Regions from separate parts of the Mus musculus genome. Here region 2 is linked to region 1. A link is a contact called in public promoter capture Hi-C data. All regions are on one chromosome and are shown on one strand. Each heading gives the region's core, a stretch centred on a gene start, on an enhancer-like site or on the middle of the called end of the contact. The rest is flanking DNA. Distances are from core to core; before and after follow the strand shown. Region 1 overlaps Cd40 (CD40 antigen). Region 2 overlaps Elmo2 (engulfment and cell motility 2).

Region 1 (6,908 bases), core at 3,174-5,673:
CCCTGGTGCCCTCCAAGCGCAGCTCAAAGGAATGTAGCCCAGAGCCCCTCAGGTTTGAGGTCCCACCTCCCCGACTCCCTGTGAGGTTGCTCTTTACAGTCCCAAGTCAGAGCAGAGTGGAGGTTATTGGGTGTGTGTTAGCTGAGAGCTTGGACCCCACGGGCCCATGTGTCAGAGCAGAGATCCCAACGGGGTGGTCAAGTCTTCACCCAGGACAATTCTAGGGCCAAGCTGCAGCTACCCAGAACTGAGCCCCCAGCTTGACCCTAGTGGGATGACCGCGTCCTCCAGATATTAGAGCTCTCCAGTATTGCAGACTTCTGGCCTTGAGTACAGAGCCTGCACTTGGCAGCCATGGGGACCAGAGAGGCATCTTCCTAGTCAACTGGCTCTCCTGGTACCAACAGCACCTCTGCCCCACTCACTCCCCCTCAGTTCCACACACTTAGCCCACGCCCAGCCCAGGCTCCATCCACTCACACAGTAACGCTGTCCTGCGATCCTCCATACCGGCATCCCTTCCCCTCCAGACCCCTGAAATCCTACTCAAGGCAGAACCCAGAAGAGGCGTCTCTGCCTTCCTGCCTGCCTTCATCACTCCTGCCCTAATTAGTATTCCGAGGAGAGGCCTCTCTGCAGGCCCCAGGATTTGTTTGCCAGCCGGCCAGTTCCCTGTCTCCCCAGTTCGGAGTGAGTAATTCCGTCCCTCCCAGGCCCATTTAAGGGAGTGAATAATTAGTTACATTCAATTAGGCCTCTTGCTGCTACAGTGGCTCCTGCCTGCCTCACTTGGGGGGACAGGCTAGCTAATGAGACGCGCACACGTCTGACACAGGGGAGCGGGTGTTAAACACAGACGACCCCCTCAGCCCTCGGCGGGGTGCAGAGAGCTCAAAGAGAACAACCGGGGCCAGAGAAGTCAAGGATGGAGGCAGGAAAGTAGTAGAGGGAGTGGATGGAAAGAAAATGGATGATGGAGAGAGAGAGAGAGAGAGAGAGAGAGAGCCTCAGGAAGATCCAGAGGAAGACCAGAAGAGAGTATGCTTCTAGTCCAGCAATATCAGGGCTCCCTAACTAGTCAGGAGCCTGCCATACAAATGGAATCTGGAGCGATTAAAACCATGTTGTGGCTCTATATATTTATTGGCACGGAGAGACATCTGGTGTATCCCGCTAAGCAAAGAAAGCTGCTTACAAAACAGTGCATGTAATAATATCTCAAGTTTAAAAACTATTTGTGGCACACAGAAAGCAATTCTGAAAGGACCGTACCTTATGATTGGCAGGATGGTGGGAGGCGCACAGGTGGCCTTGTTTTCCTGGCCCTGTGCATCGCTCCGATGGGGGTGTGATTCTGGAGTATGGCTTTTATAATTAGCCAAAACAATAACACTTGTTTGAGAGAGAACCCGGGTGTGGTGAAGGGGCTGGAGATGAAGGAGGTGGGCAGGAAGTGGGAAGGATGGATTGAGGGCCAGACAGTCCCTGAAGGAAGTGGGAGGGAGGCCTGGTGTGAGGAGGAGGCAGGGGCTAGCTGGACAGACGGACAGACCCAGATCGACACATCCGCAGGGCAAGAGACAGAAGGCCTGGTGCTGAAGAGGAAGCACAGACCCAGCCCACTGCCCCTGGGGCAACACCTGCTGGGTTGCCAGCAGGTGATCTTTCTAGAATTCTTATTTTACCACACGACTAGTTTCAGAAAAGCCTCCTTCAGGAAGGACCTCCCCACCCCAAACTGCAGCACGATTCCCCACCCCCTTTTTAAATTAAAACTGCATCTCCCCACCCCGGCGGGTGGGTTTGTAATTTTCTATGCCCGGCTGACTCCAGGGGAGAGCAATCCTCCTCCGGGGCACAGCCTTTAATAACTTCTGCTGCCCAAGGAACCTACTGCAAGCCTGAGTCTGCGAGAGGGCATCTGTGTGCGCACACCTGGAGAAGGGCCACCTCAGGCTACGTTGTACCTAGTAGGGCTGCCCAAAAGCAGTGTCCAAGTCTTGGGTTGCAGTGCCTTGGGCCCAGGTCATTGTGTAACAACTTCAGCCAAAGCCCCTAGGGCTTCATCCAACCTCCTGAATGGCAGAGGATGAAGACGGTGTGCTTAGAACACGCTACCTGACCTGCTCATGTTCCTGTCAGGACTATATATATATATATATATATATAGTGTGTGTGTGTGTGTGTGTGTGTGTGCGCGCGCCAAGCAAAGGATTGAATACATTGAGATTCCCTGTCTTTCCATCCTAAACCCTCCATATTAACAAGACCTTCAAACTATAAAATTAGCTGCATTTGCGTGTTGGGAAACAACGCAGAACCCTCTCATTCCCCCCTGAGAAGCACCTTTAAGAGCCAATAGACTTTGCCCCAGGGAAGGGATCTTGGCCCAGGTGGCCTCATCTTTTCTAGTCTCCAGACCTACATCCTCGACCGCTTAGTTGCCCAGCTCAGACCCCCGTTTGTCCCAGTCTTGATGGGAACGAACTTAGATCTAGATCTCAGCTCTAATCCGAACAAGTTGTTTGGCCTCTAAGCCCCATCTGTGAAATGGGTGCAGTACGATCCCACACCTCAGATGAGTGTTCAGACTGAGACTGCCTGTTAAGTTCTAATCAGAACTGAGGAGTGAGGAAGGCAGGAGGACAGGCCTCATTTCCAAAGCATGGGCCCTGTGCAGAGCCAGCTCAAAGCAGAGCTATCATCACCTAGGACTGTCAAGCAGCCAGCAAGGACTTTAGAGTGTTACCTTGCTGCCACCTGCTGGCCACTATCAGCATCACAGGCACCCCTCCATCTCTGCCACCCCAACACCTGCTGGTCCTCCCTTTAACATTCAGGCTGGACAGGAAGGATCCTTAGAAAACCAGTCATTCATTCATCAGGGATGTGTGGCAGAAGCCCATACTGTAGGGAACTCCCGGCATCACAGACAGCTCATGTTAAGCTGCTGTAGAACCAGAGCATGCCCACCTCTTCCCTCTGGGAGGGATGCTAAAAGATACAAAAGTTACTTTGCTATGCTTGGCTCTGCAGACTTTCGGAAGAAACTTCCAGAAGCCGACCAGAGACATGAATGGAAGCAGACAGTGAGTCAGGGAGTTGAGCCAGGGAACACGTTGAACCGAGAAAGTGACAGACAAAAAGCAGCAGGACCATGCGCAGGCTGTGGGCGTGTGAGGTTACATCACTCTAGGGAAACGGGGTGTGGTCACCCCTCAGGGATAGGAGGCAGCTCAGCTGACATAGTGTTTGCCTGACATGCATAAAGCCTCAGGTTTAGTCCCTTGAACTGCACTGAACTGTTTCTGGTGGCTCATGCTGATAACCCCAGCACTGGAGGGTCAGCTTGCCCTCCTCTGCCGTGTGGTGAGTTTCAGGCCAGCCTGGCGTGCATAAGACACTATCTCAATTAGCTGGACTGATAGTGTGTGCTCCTGGGCACTCACTCTCCTAGCTGTTCCCAGCCTGGCCTGCAGCCACCACAGCCACAAAAGTATCCAGGATGGGGGAAGCCCCAACCATTAATCCCAAAGCCAACAGGAAACCCACTGCTTACACAGCAATGTGAGCCAAGGGCAACTGTACTCAGAGTGTGTTCTCTGATCCTGCAGTATCAGGACCACCTGGGGAACTTGCTGGAAATGCAAATTCTTGGTCCTGGTCCCAGATCTGAGCCAGAAACATGGGAGGTGCGGCCCAGCAATCTGTCTCTCGGCAACCCTCACAGTTGGTCACTTTGTTCCTTCAAATCCAAGAACCTGTAACCTGGAGGAGAGTCTGGAAGCCACCACCGCCACCAGCACCTGCCGCGAGGGTGTGACAGCTGCCCTCTAACAGAGGCAAAGGTGGCAGTGACTGGCCCAAGATCACTCAGGTAACAGGTGGGAGATGAGTCTTTTGCCTCTATCCAACACACATGCATGTGTACGCGCACGCGCGCGCGCGCGCGCGCACACACACACACACACACACACACACACACACACACACCCTGCCATGGAAGTTAGCGCCACCAACATTTGGGCTCTAGGCAGGGGATGAGTATTAGACCCTAAAGTTCTCCTCCCCCTCTGTCATACTTCCCTCTGCTTTCTAAACTGAAGCTTCCACCTGGTGCCACCAAATGGCCCTGGAAGCTCTTCTGGGAAGACTGCCAAAGCCAGGTGTCCTTCTCTTGGCTTTCAGCTGCACCCTCGTCCCTCAGCATCCCCGGCTTCCATCAGGACCAGCCACTGCCAGCTCCACCCTCTAAGCAGTGGGATCCAAACATCCTGAGACCCACGGGTTAAACCTCAGTAGGAGTCTTGCGGGAACCCTCTTTCAGGCACGTCTCCTCCTTCCCCTCCTTGTCCCCCGGCCTTCCTTCCCTCCCCTCTGCTCCCACTCCATCTGCCGCTCCTCCTGGCTAGGCTCCCCTACAGTTGGCACAGCAGGAAAAGAGAACAGGATGGTCTATTTTTATCCCGAGATGTTGTCGTGGGGCAGGAGAGGGACCCAGGATCTCCCTGAAAGCTGTCGCCCACCATGCCTAGGTTCTGGAAAGCAGAGAGCCAGATCTTGGAGCAGCTTGGAGATGAGAGTTCATGGGCCACTGCACAGCCCTGTGTCACCGATGGCAAGTCACTCCACCTCTTTTTACCCATTTGCACCCCTGCAAAACAGCGAGGCACACCGACCCTGCCTGCCCTGCAAGGCTGCTTCTGTGTACCTGAAGCCTTGCAAGCTTGCTGCTGGTTGTGAGCACACAGGCAAAACTCCCTGGAGACACAGCAGTCTGGGGACACTCTTACTTAAGCTCAGAAAAGATCCTAATTCTTTCAACCTAACAGCAAACCCAGCATGTCCACCCTTCATCTCCTTTGTACATGTTTGATGGTTTTTTAAAATTACATAATCATTATATGAATCTTCTGTTCTCTTGGAAAAATAATGAAGCATTATTGGAAACACAACACTCCCACCCACCCACTTCAGACCACACCATTCTTTTTTTAAAAAAGATAGTTCGTTTATATTATGTGTACAAGTGTTCCACCTGTGTGGACAGTGCACACATGATACACATATGCCCTGTGTGAGGGCTGGAAACTAAACCCAGAGCCTTCGCAGGAGCTGCTGCTCCTAGCCCTGACCCATCTCGCTAGACCACTGTCAAAGTTGGGATTTTCAATGCTTTGTTTTACCCACACAGGCATTCATGGTATCTTAGCTTTCCTTCCATATCTATACATACTGTATTCAAATATAATATGCAGCCTGCTTACATACTGTCATATCGTATATAAAAACTGTTTGAAGGATGTGTGGCTTTGTGTGTATGGTTCGGGTTGTTGGGAGAAGTTGTTGCTCTTTAATGTTTGTTTTTGAGACAGTATCATTGTGATGGTTTGTAAATGCTAGGCCCAGGGAGTGGCACTATTAGGATGTGTGGCCTTGTTGGAGTAGGTGTGTCACTGTGGGTGTGGGCTTTAAGACCCTCACCCTAGCTGTCTGGAAGTCAGCTTCAGCCTAGCAGCCTTCAGATGAAGATATAGAACTCTCAGGTCCTCCTGCACCATGCCTGCCTGGATGCTGCCATGTTCCTGCCTTGAGGATAATGGACTGAACCTCTGAACCTGTAAGCCAGCCCCAATTAAATGTTGTCCTTTTAAGAGTTGCCTTGCTCATGGTGTCTGTTTACAGCAATAAAACCCCAACTAAGACAATCATGTAGCCCAGGCTGACCTTGAGTTAACTATATATCCAAGGCTAGCCTTGAACTCCTAGTCCTCTTCCTCCTGAGTGCTAGGGTTACAGGCATGCACCACTGTTGAGGTTTGATCTTGCTCTGTATTGTAATGGGTTTGTGGCCCCAAGACCTGGAGTCTGTACTGTAGACAACCCCCCCAAGTGACCCCAAGTTATTTCTGATTGGTAAATAAAGATGCCAGCAGCCAATAGCTAGACAGAAGAGACATAGGTGGGGCTTAGTATTCCTGGGCTTGGCGTTAGAAGAGAACCAAGAGAGAGAAGAGGTGAATGGAGGAAAGAGAAGCCACCATGGATTAGGAGAGTTTAAGAGAACATGGACCTGGGGCTGGCCAATAGGAGATAAGAGCAGCCCCGATGAAACATAGTAAGTAGTAAGTAATAACTGGGGGTTATCAATAGGAAAGTAGATTCAAATAGCATACAGGGTAGGCAGGTGCCCAGTTCTTGTGCTGTTTAAGGCTTATTGTAAATATAAAGGTTGAGTGTGTCTTTTATTCAAGAACTAAATGGTAACACACAGGTAGAAACCCCAGGGCGGGATTAAATAATTTCTACAATACACCACCACATCCATTTTAGGATATGTGCACATGTGCACACACGGGGTACATTACCACAGAGCACACATGGAGGTCAAATGACAACCCTCTGGATTTGGTTCTCTCCCTTTTACCATGAAGTCCCAGGGATCAAAATCAGGTAACCGGGTTTGGGCAGCAAGCTCCTTTACTCACAAAAGCCATCTTACCTGCCTTGGAATGTGTTTTAAAAGCTATTTCTCTACCCATCATTCTACTACCTGTTTTCTGCCCCACCTGCTAGAGTTTCTGAGATGTCATTGTATAAATAATTACAGATTTATTTAGCCAGTACCCTGCTGATGGGCAACCAGGTGCCCTCTAGCAGCACAAGCTGTGGGCCACGGACTCCTGTGTCCATGACTCCTTACAGTGAACGCCGCAGCAAGACGACTCTGGGTCCTGCACTGCTGCACTTGGTAGGTATCACTGTGGACCCCCGATGCCCGAGCTCTCCCTCCATCCTTAAAAAGCAAGTTGAGAAATGATAGGGGGCAGGCATGAGAGTTAGCTGCACTGGGCTCTGTCTTGGCTCATCTCAAACTTCAAAGGTCAGCAAGCAGTCCTCAGAGCCAG
Region 2 (6,908 bases), core at 3,171-5,670, 220 kb before region 1:
CTCCCCCTCCATAGTGACAGCCCTGGAGTGGCAGACACAAAGAGATGAGGGCCTTTGGCTTGCCTTGGCTGTGGCCACTTGGTGGGCGTAAACCAGATCCATCAATTACAGGCCCAGGAAGCCAGCCTCGAGGGAAAGGGGACCATATGCCTGCAGTGGGTAAAGTTCTGGTGTTGTCTTCTCACCTTAATGGTGCCAAGGTTTAGCCTCCACCTTTCATTTCCCTACCCCTGTCCCACAGTGGAGAGGAAGGGGTGGCACCCGCCGCAGCCTGTGTGAATCAACTCAGCAAGGCAGCTTGCTTGTCACACAGCTGCCGTTGACTGTGGTCAGGTTAAACACGGCTCAGCTGGGAATGAGGCTGGTTTAACTGTACTGTGTACCTACGTGGTAGGATGAAGCAGCCTTAGTCCAGTGCTCCAGGAGCCAGACGAGCTAGGGTGGAGCCGAGAGAAAGGGAGGACAGGCTGCCCCCAGGTCACTCCACACAAGGACTCCCAAGTTCACACCCGCTCTCCTGGATTCTCCAGAACCATATCAACCCAGCCTTGGACTTCACCCAGACTCCTCCTGGAATGCTGGCGCTGGACAACATGCTGTACCTGGCTAAAGTCCACCAGGACACCTACATCCGGGTAAAGAGCAGGCGGGGCAGCCCCTCACTCCTGGGACCCATCCACACCCGCCTCCCCTCACCCCCCACGTCCTCTCTGCTTGTAGATCGTGCTGGAGAACAGCAGTCGGGAGGACAAACACGAGTGTCCGTTCGGCCGCAGTGCCATCGAGCTCACCAAGATGCTCTGTGAGATCCTGCAGGTCGGGGAGCTCCGTAAGTCTGCAGCAGCCAGTCTCCAGCTAGAGGTGACAACAGCCAGATGTCAGGAGGGACCGGAGGGCCTTAGGCGGGGGACATTGTTCTTACTCCCACCCCCATCCGTGGTGATCGTAGCTGCTGTTCTGTGAGCTCATGATCTAAGGTGTCTCCAAAGCTCCCCAGTGCTGTGTGTAAGGGCTGGCTGAGTTTGTAACAGGGCAGAGAGCTAAGGGCTTGAGGAAAGCCCCTTCTGCTCCTTGATGGCTGTCATCATGGCCTGTTTTCTTTGTCCTCATGACTTGAGTGCAGGGAATTCAGAGTTGCCAGATGGGTGCCCTAGTGCCTGAGGGCCGAGCCTTCGTGCTTACAGTTTCTTCTCCACAGCTAATGAAGGGCGCAATGACTACCACCCCATGTTCTTCACCCACGACCGAGCCTTCGAGGAACTCTTCGGGATCTGCATCCAGCTGCTGAACAAGACCTGGAAGGAGATGAGGGCGACAGCCGAGGATTTCAACAAGGTCAGTGCTGCCGAGCCACCCAGAGGCTGCCGGGAGAGGACCACGAGACGGCCTCTGACAGCTGGCCAGCGCCTGGGGAATCCCTAAGCTGGAAAACCAGCCTGGCCGGCAGCGCTGTGTCACAAGGTCGAAGTACTAGAGAGCCTGAGTCTCAGCTGTCGTGACTCCCTTTGTAACCTTGAACGGGCATCTTTCCCATGATGCCCAAGACCTGTGTCTATCTGGGAAAGCTAGCACCTGCCGCTGTCCTCCACAGGGGTCAGGGAAATAGCGGGGCAGAAGGGCTGGGCCTGTCATGGCTACAGTGTGGTAGATGAGTCCTGTGAACAGCCAGTGTCAACAAGGCAGGAAGGGCGGCATGCTGTGCACATCCCGGTGCCTCTTGGGCCTCGGTGCTACAAGTGCCCAGGAGTGGAGCACTGTGCTAGGCCCTCACAAGCTGGCAGCCAAGGAACCCAGTGTTTTGAGACTGACCATCCCATTGGGGAAGCATTGGAGGTGAGCTGACATAGGCGCATGCACGTGAGGCTGGCAGGCATGAATTCTAAGTCAGCCTGGCCTGCAAAGCAAGACCCTGTCTCAAAAAAGTAAAGCAAAACAACAAACCTTAGGAAATATAAAGAAGAGGTGCCTGTAAGACTCTTCCTGTCTCTCTGTCGCTCTTTGCCTGTGTAAGTGAATGTGTGTGTGTGTGTGTGTGTGTGTGAGAGAGTGAGTTTTTGAGGATGTGTGCGCACATTCTGAGAGTGTCCTTTCCTCAGTAGGATCATGCCCCGCACATGCACACTGGGTAGGCAGACTCTCGTCTCACAGTTGTTTAGGGAAGTTGTCACATCGTAGCACCCTGTGTGCTGTGTGTTGTGCCTGCCCTTACATGCTGAATCTCCTGTTCTTCATGGCATAGAGTACAGGAAGCTGCCTCTCTCTCTGTAGAGATGAGGGTGATGGAGGCCTGAGCACAGCTCATCTTGCTGAAAGAGTCAGTGAAGGATTAAGTGTTTAAGAGTTGAGATCAGAACCCATTCCCTGATGTGTGTGAAAAGGAAACTCCTGTCACTGTCTGTCATGTGACCTGAGTCCCCACCTGAGGTGTCCACTAGGAAGTCAGGACTCTGTGTTGCCCACTCTGCTTGAGACACTGAGTGAGGCAGAGTCTTCGTCTCTAGTTGGCCTGTCTATTGTCAGAGCGGTCTGTGCCTTCCTTTTTTGCCCAGGTTATGCAAGTTGTCCGAGAGCAGATCACCCGGGCTCTGCCCTCTAAACCCAACTCTTTGGATCAGTTCAAGAGTAAACTTCGTAGCCTGAGCTACTCAGAAATTCTGCGGTTGCGCCAGTCTGAGAGGATGAGCCAGGATGATTTCCAGTCCCCACCAATTGTGTAAGTGTCAGCTGAGAGGGCCAGTGAGGGGGGCAGCCTACCAGTTCCACCTCGGAGAGCGCCGCTCTCCCGCAGTCTTACACTGAGTGGGTGAATGTGCCCACAGGGAGCTTCGAGAGAAGATACAGCCTGAGATCCTGGAGCTGATCAAGCAACAGCGCCTCAACCGGCTATGCGAGGGCAGCAGCTTCCGGAAAATCGGGAACCGTCGTCGGCAAGGTAAGGGGGTGGCTGGAGCATGGGTAGTCTGCCAGGGGTGCTTGCCTGGGTACCCGACTCTGTACGGCACCCCTTTGCCCAGCACTGCCCATGTCTCACCTGCTTATCATCCTTGTTTCTAGAGAGGTTCTGGCACTGCCGCTTGGCACTGAACCACAAGGTTTTGCATTACGGTGACTTGGATGACAACCCTCAAGGGGAGGTGACATTCGAATCCCTGCAGGAGAAAAGTAGGTGCATGTCTCCGTTGGTGTGTCAGCAAGTGTCCCAAGTGCTGGTCCTGGCTCTCAAGCCTGTGTCTGCTCATCTGCTAAAGATCCTCTCTCTGGTCCACCTCGGGGTGGTGGGAGAGTTACTGAATCCCAGTTGTGGCAGTGTGTGGGTCATAAAGGGCAGGACAAGACTGCACGGAAAGGCAGTGGGTGGAGGCTCTAAAGCTACAGAGTCTAAATGGAAGCCCTGGTGTAGCCCCCGTCACTTGCTAAGGCTAGATGTTGTAAATTAATTCTCATCTGCTTTCATATCTGGGACAATGGGATAACACCGCACTCCATCCACAGAGGACTAAGAGGTGCAGACGTTTCCACGAGGCACCGTCTAGCAGGTGGCCCTTTGGTTGATAGCTGTGATGCTGTTTGCTTTGGCCACTTTGTCACCTTCACTATGGGGAAGAAGTAGACGGGTGCCCAAGGCTCTATTCCCTGAAAAGATGAATCCAAGTAGCACCCATGAGCTTTGACGAAGCTGGGGTTTATAGAGGAGCAGGGCAGGCTAACACACGCACACCTGAGCTGGGAGGGCCCTTGGGCCTGAGAGCTGCCACATCCTGGTGCTCGGGCCCCGGGCTTCCCTTCAAGCACTGAACAGTGCTGACATCTTGCAGCACCAGCTTCCAGGCGGTGATTCCCATTCTCTATCAGTTCCTGTTGCAGATATTAAGGCCATTGTTACTGGAAAAGACTGTCCTCACATGAAAGAGAAGAGTGCCCTGAAACAGAACAAGGTGAGAGGCGGGCGGGCGGGCGGGCGGGCGGGCGGGCAGGCAGGGCTGAACCCCAGCCCCTGCCCATGACAGCTGCAGACACAGACTCTCATCCCACCTTAAATTATACAGCAGTATTAAGAGCATTGAACACTATAAGAATAAACAGATCCGAGGCAGGCGGATTTCTGAGTTCGAGGCCAGCCTGGTCTACAAAGTGAGTTCCAGGACAGCCAGAGTTATACAGAGAAACCCTGTCTCGAAAAACAAGTGGCACAGCATCTCTTTCATGAGTGTCTCCTACACATCTCTGAAGGATACAGCCATGGAGTCACATTGACACACCTAGCAGAAGATAAAAGGCCATTATTCAATATGAAATCCTCCATTTCCTCTAATGTCCACCTGCTGCCTTGTAAATGTTACATGCACACACACCCACACGCTGGACCCAGGTTTGAATCCGTCCCAGCGGCTTTGCTGGCTGCAGTATGTCCTTCATCTCCGAGTCCTTCATTCATGCGCTGCTTCTCCACCCTTTTCCCGTCTTCACTTTATTAGTGTAATGGACCATGTTGCTTATGTGCTCATTTCCCAGAGTCTCAGTTTTGCTGACTGGGTCTCCATGCTTTTCTTCTGTCCCAGATCTGCAAATTGGCCCAGGGACCTAGAGGTTTGATTTGGTTCGGGTTTGACTTTGCCCTGGCTTGGCCACATCATACATGGTACTGGGGCCTATAGAGGGAGGCCCTAATGGCTGGGTGGTGCTCTGCCATGTCAGCACACTCTAGCTGTTCAGGGCTAAGCCTTGTACACTAGGGTACTGCGTTTACTAATGAACTGAGCCACTTCTCTGTGAAGAAACCCGCCTTTATCTACTGTTGGCTTCCTGTGGCCCAGTTGGTGGAACAAGAGAGGCCAAAGGCTTTGCCTCTGCTTGCAGGTACCTCCCCCTAAAGCAGTGAGCAGGTTCCAAGTGTCACCCAATCATGACCAAGCTTTATGTCTCTGTTGTATGTTTTCTATGAGCGCACGAGTTTAAGCCGGTCATTTGAGTCTGTGAGTGCATGGGTTTAAACATAAGCAGGTCGTGTGTGACTCTGGGTACATGGGTGTAAGCCGGTCACGTGTGACTATGTGAGAACATAGGTGTAAGCCGGTCATGTGTGACTCTGTGAGCACATGAGTGTAAGTTGGTCACGTGTGACTCTGAGAACATGGGTGTAAGTCACTCACGTGTGACTCTGTGAGCACATGAGTGTAAGCCGGTCACCTGTGACTCTGTGAGCACATGAGTGTAAGCTGGTCATGTGTGACTATGTGAGAACATAGGTGTAAGCCGGTCATGTGTGACTCTGTGAGCACATGAGTGTAAGTTGGTCACGTGTGACTCTGAGAACATGGGTGTAAGTCACTCACCTGTGACTCTGTGAGCACATGAGTGTAAGCCGGTCACCTGTGACTCTGTGAGCACATGAGTGTAAGCCGGTCATGTGTGACTATGTGAGAACATAGGTGTAAGCCGGTCATGTGTGACTCTGTGAGCACATGAGTGTAAGTTGGTCACGTGTGACTCTGTGAGCACATGAGTGTAAGCCGGTCACCTGTGACTCTGCATTGCAGTTACTGTTTTGATGCTCAGACGGTCTCAGCTCATCAGTGGTTTGTTTTTGCTGGAGGTTTTTTTTGTACCGAGCATAGCAACATAGAAGGAGGAAACCGGTCACCTTGGGCTCTAAGATAAAAGCACAGGGTGGCATATGGCACTGACGTTCGATGTTCTCAGTGTTGAAAATACTTTGCTGCAATAATTTTTGTTTGTTGCTTCCTGGGGGAGGGTGGGTCTCCCTAGGTAGCCCAGACTCACCTCATATCTGCAACCTCTCGATTGCTGGGATCCAGGCAGGCATCACCATCAAAGTTCCAAATTGAAAACACTACCACCACATCTTAGGGTGACTGTGGCAGGGAGGGGGTGGTTAAGGTCAGTTAACACTGGCCCCAGGTCAGCCATACCTGGGACCTTGGTGACATCATAACCAGGCACTGCTCCAAGTCACTCCGGCTTTTTGTCTGCAGGAGGTGTTGGAATTGGCCTTCTCCATCCTGTATGATCCTGATGAGACACTGAATTTCATTGCTCCCAACAAGTATGAGGTAAGTAGTGTGCCACACTGCCTTGAACACCAGTGCCCTCACTGTGAGGAGGTGTCTGTGCCACACTGCCTTGAACACCAGTGCTCTCACTGTGAGGAGGTGTGGCCAGCACAGCGGTATCCCCACAAGCCAGGCAGCCAAAATGGATCGCTAAGTCTTTGGACCTTCTACCACTGGGCTGGACTGCCCACTTCACACAGAGGTCTGTCTTCCTCTGCCTTCAGAGGGCTGGGATTAGAACTTTGCGCCACCACACCCAACCTTTCACTTTGTGCCTTAGAGCAGCTGGCCTGGCACAGGGAGGGTTTTCCTCTTTGTAATCTCGCAGTTACTTTTCCCAGGAGAGTTGAATCCCAGTTACCTGGAGCCAACCTGGTCAGGCTGTGGAGCCAGATGGATCTGCCCCTCCTAACAAGGGACTCCCAATTCACCTGAAGACCAGGAAGGTGCTAGTGCCCAACTCAGTCAACTCGTTGTTAATTGAGGGCCTGTTATTGAGCACTTGGGGTCAAGAGGAGAGGACCTTGGGCCAGCAGGGCTCTGTTGGGATGATAGAGCGCAGTGAGCTAGGCACAGAAGAGAGCAGCAGCAGAAGGCTGCAGGGCAGAGCTTCTGCTATACACATACACAATACATGTGCATTCTGGGAGCCTCTGCCTTAAGTTTTGTTTTTCTGAGACAAGGTCTAATCCAAAACTTACTGTAGCTTAGGTTAGCCTACCTTTGTCTCCTAAATGCATTGATGTTATAAGCATGTTTCATCATGTAGGTATGTCAGTTTCTTTTGTACTGCCCTTTAAAACATGGGTATTTGTTTTTGTTTTGTTTCGAGACAGG

Evidence for each region. Capture Hi-C pulls out chosen DNA fragments and counts their contacts.
Region 2: a promoter capture Hi-C map of pancreatic islet shows a contact between it and region 1. The contact joins two enhancer-like sites. A contact is called at or near these places in 15 of 39 promoter capture datasets (the C10 cell line, the HPC-7 cell line, Sertoli cells and 9 more), 1 of 15 datasets of contacts at CTCF or cohesin (stem cell-derived epiblast-like cells), 15 of 484 Hi-C or Micro-C datasets (bone marrow-derived macrophages, cerebellar granule neurons, cerebral cortex and 6 more), 34 of 115 datasets of contacts at active chromatin or transcription factors (the HPC-7 cell line, the SCID.adh cell line, SST interneurons and 23 more) and 4 of 9 other capture datasets (adipose tissue, liver, macrophages and 1 more).

Annotation. Positions count from the first base shown.
Region 1 is chr2:165,070,961-165,077,868 of GRCm38.p6, reverse strand. It overlaps Cd40 (CD40 antigen), which reads right to left. Exons shown (of 9, transcript NM_011611.2): 9 at 6,215-6,908. Among named protein-coding and RNA genes, the nearest start is that of 1700025C18Rik, 16 kb to the left of the region's middle. Within about 2 kb of position 4,423, at least 16 of the 459 cell types and tissues checked have an H3K27ac peak or open chromatin away from gene starts, as enhancers often do. A contact at or near this core is called in pancreatic islet, where this site is marked.
Region 2 is chr2:165,291,268-165,298,175 of GRCm38.p6, reverse strand. It overlaps Elmo2 (engulfment and cell motility 2), which reads left to right. Exons shown (of 21, transcript NM_080287.2): 13 at 531-635; 14 at 721-829; 15 at 1,199-1,335; 16 at 2,550-2,713; 17 at 2,820-2,932; 18 at 3,055-3,162; 19 at 3,853-3,935; 20 at 5,994-6,071. Among named protein-coding and RNA genes, the nearest start is that of Slc35c2, 6.9 kb to the right of the region's middle. Within about 2 kb of position 4,420, at least 3 of the 459 cell types and tissues checked have an H3K27ac peak or open chromatin away from gene starts, as enhancers often do. A contact at or near this core is called in pancreatic islet, where this site is marked.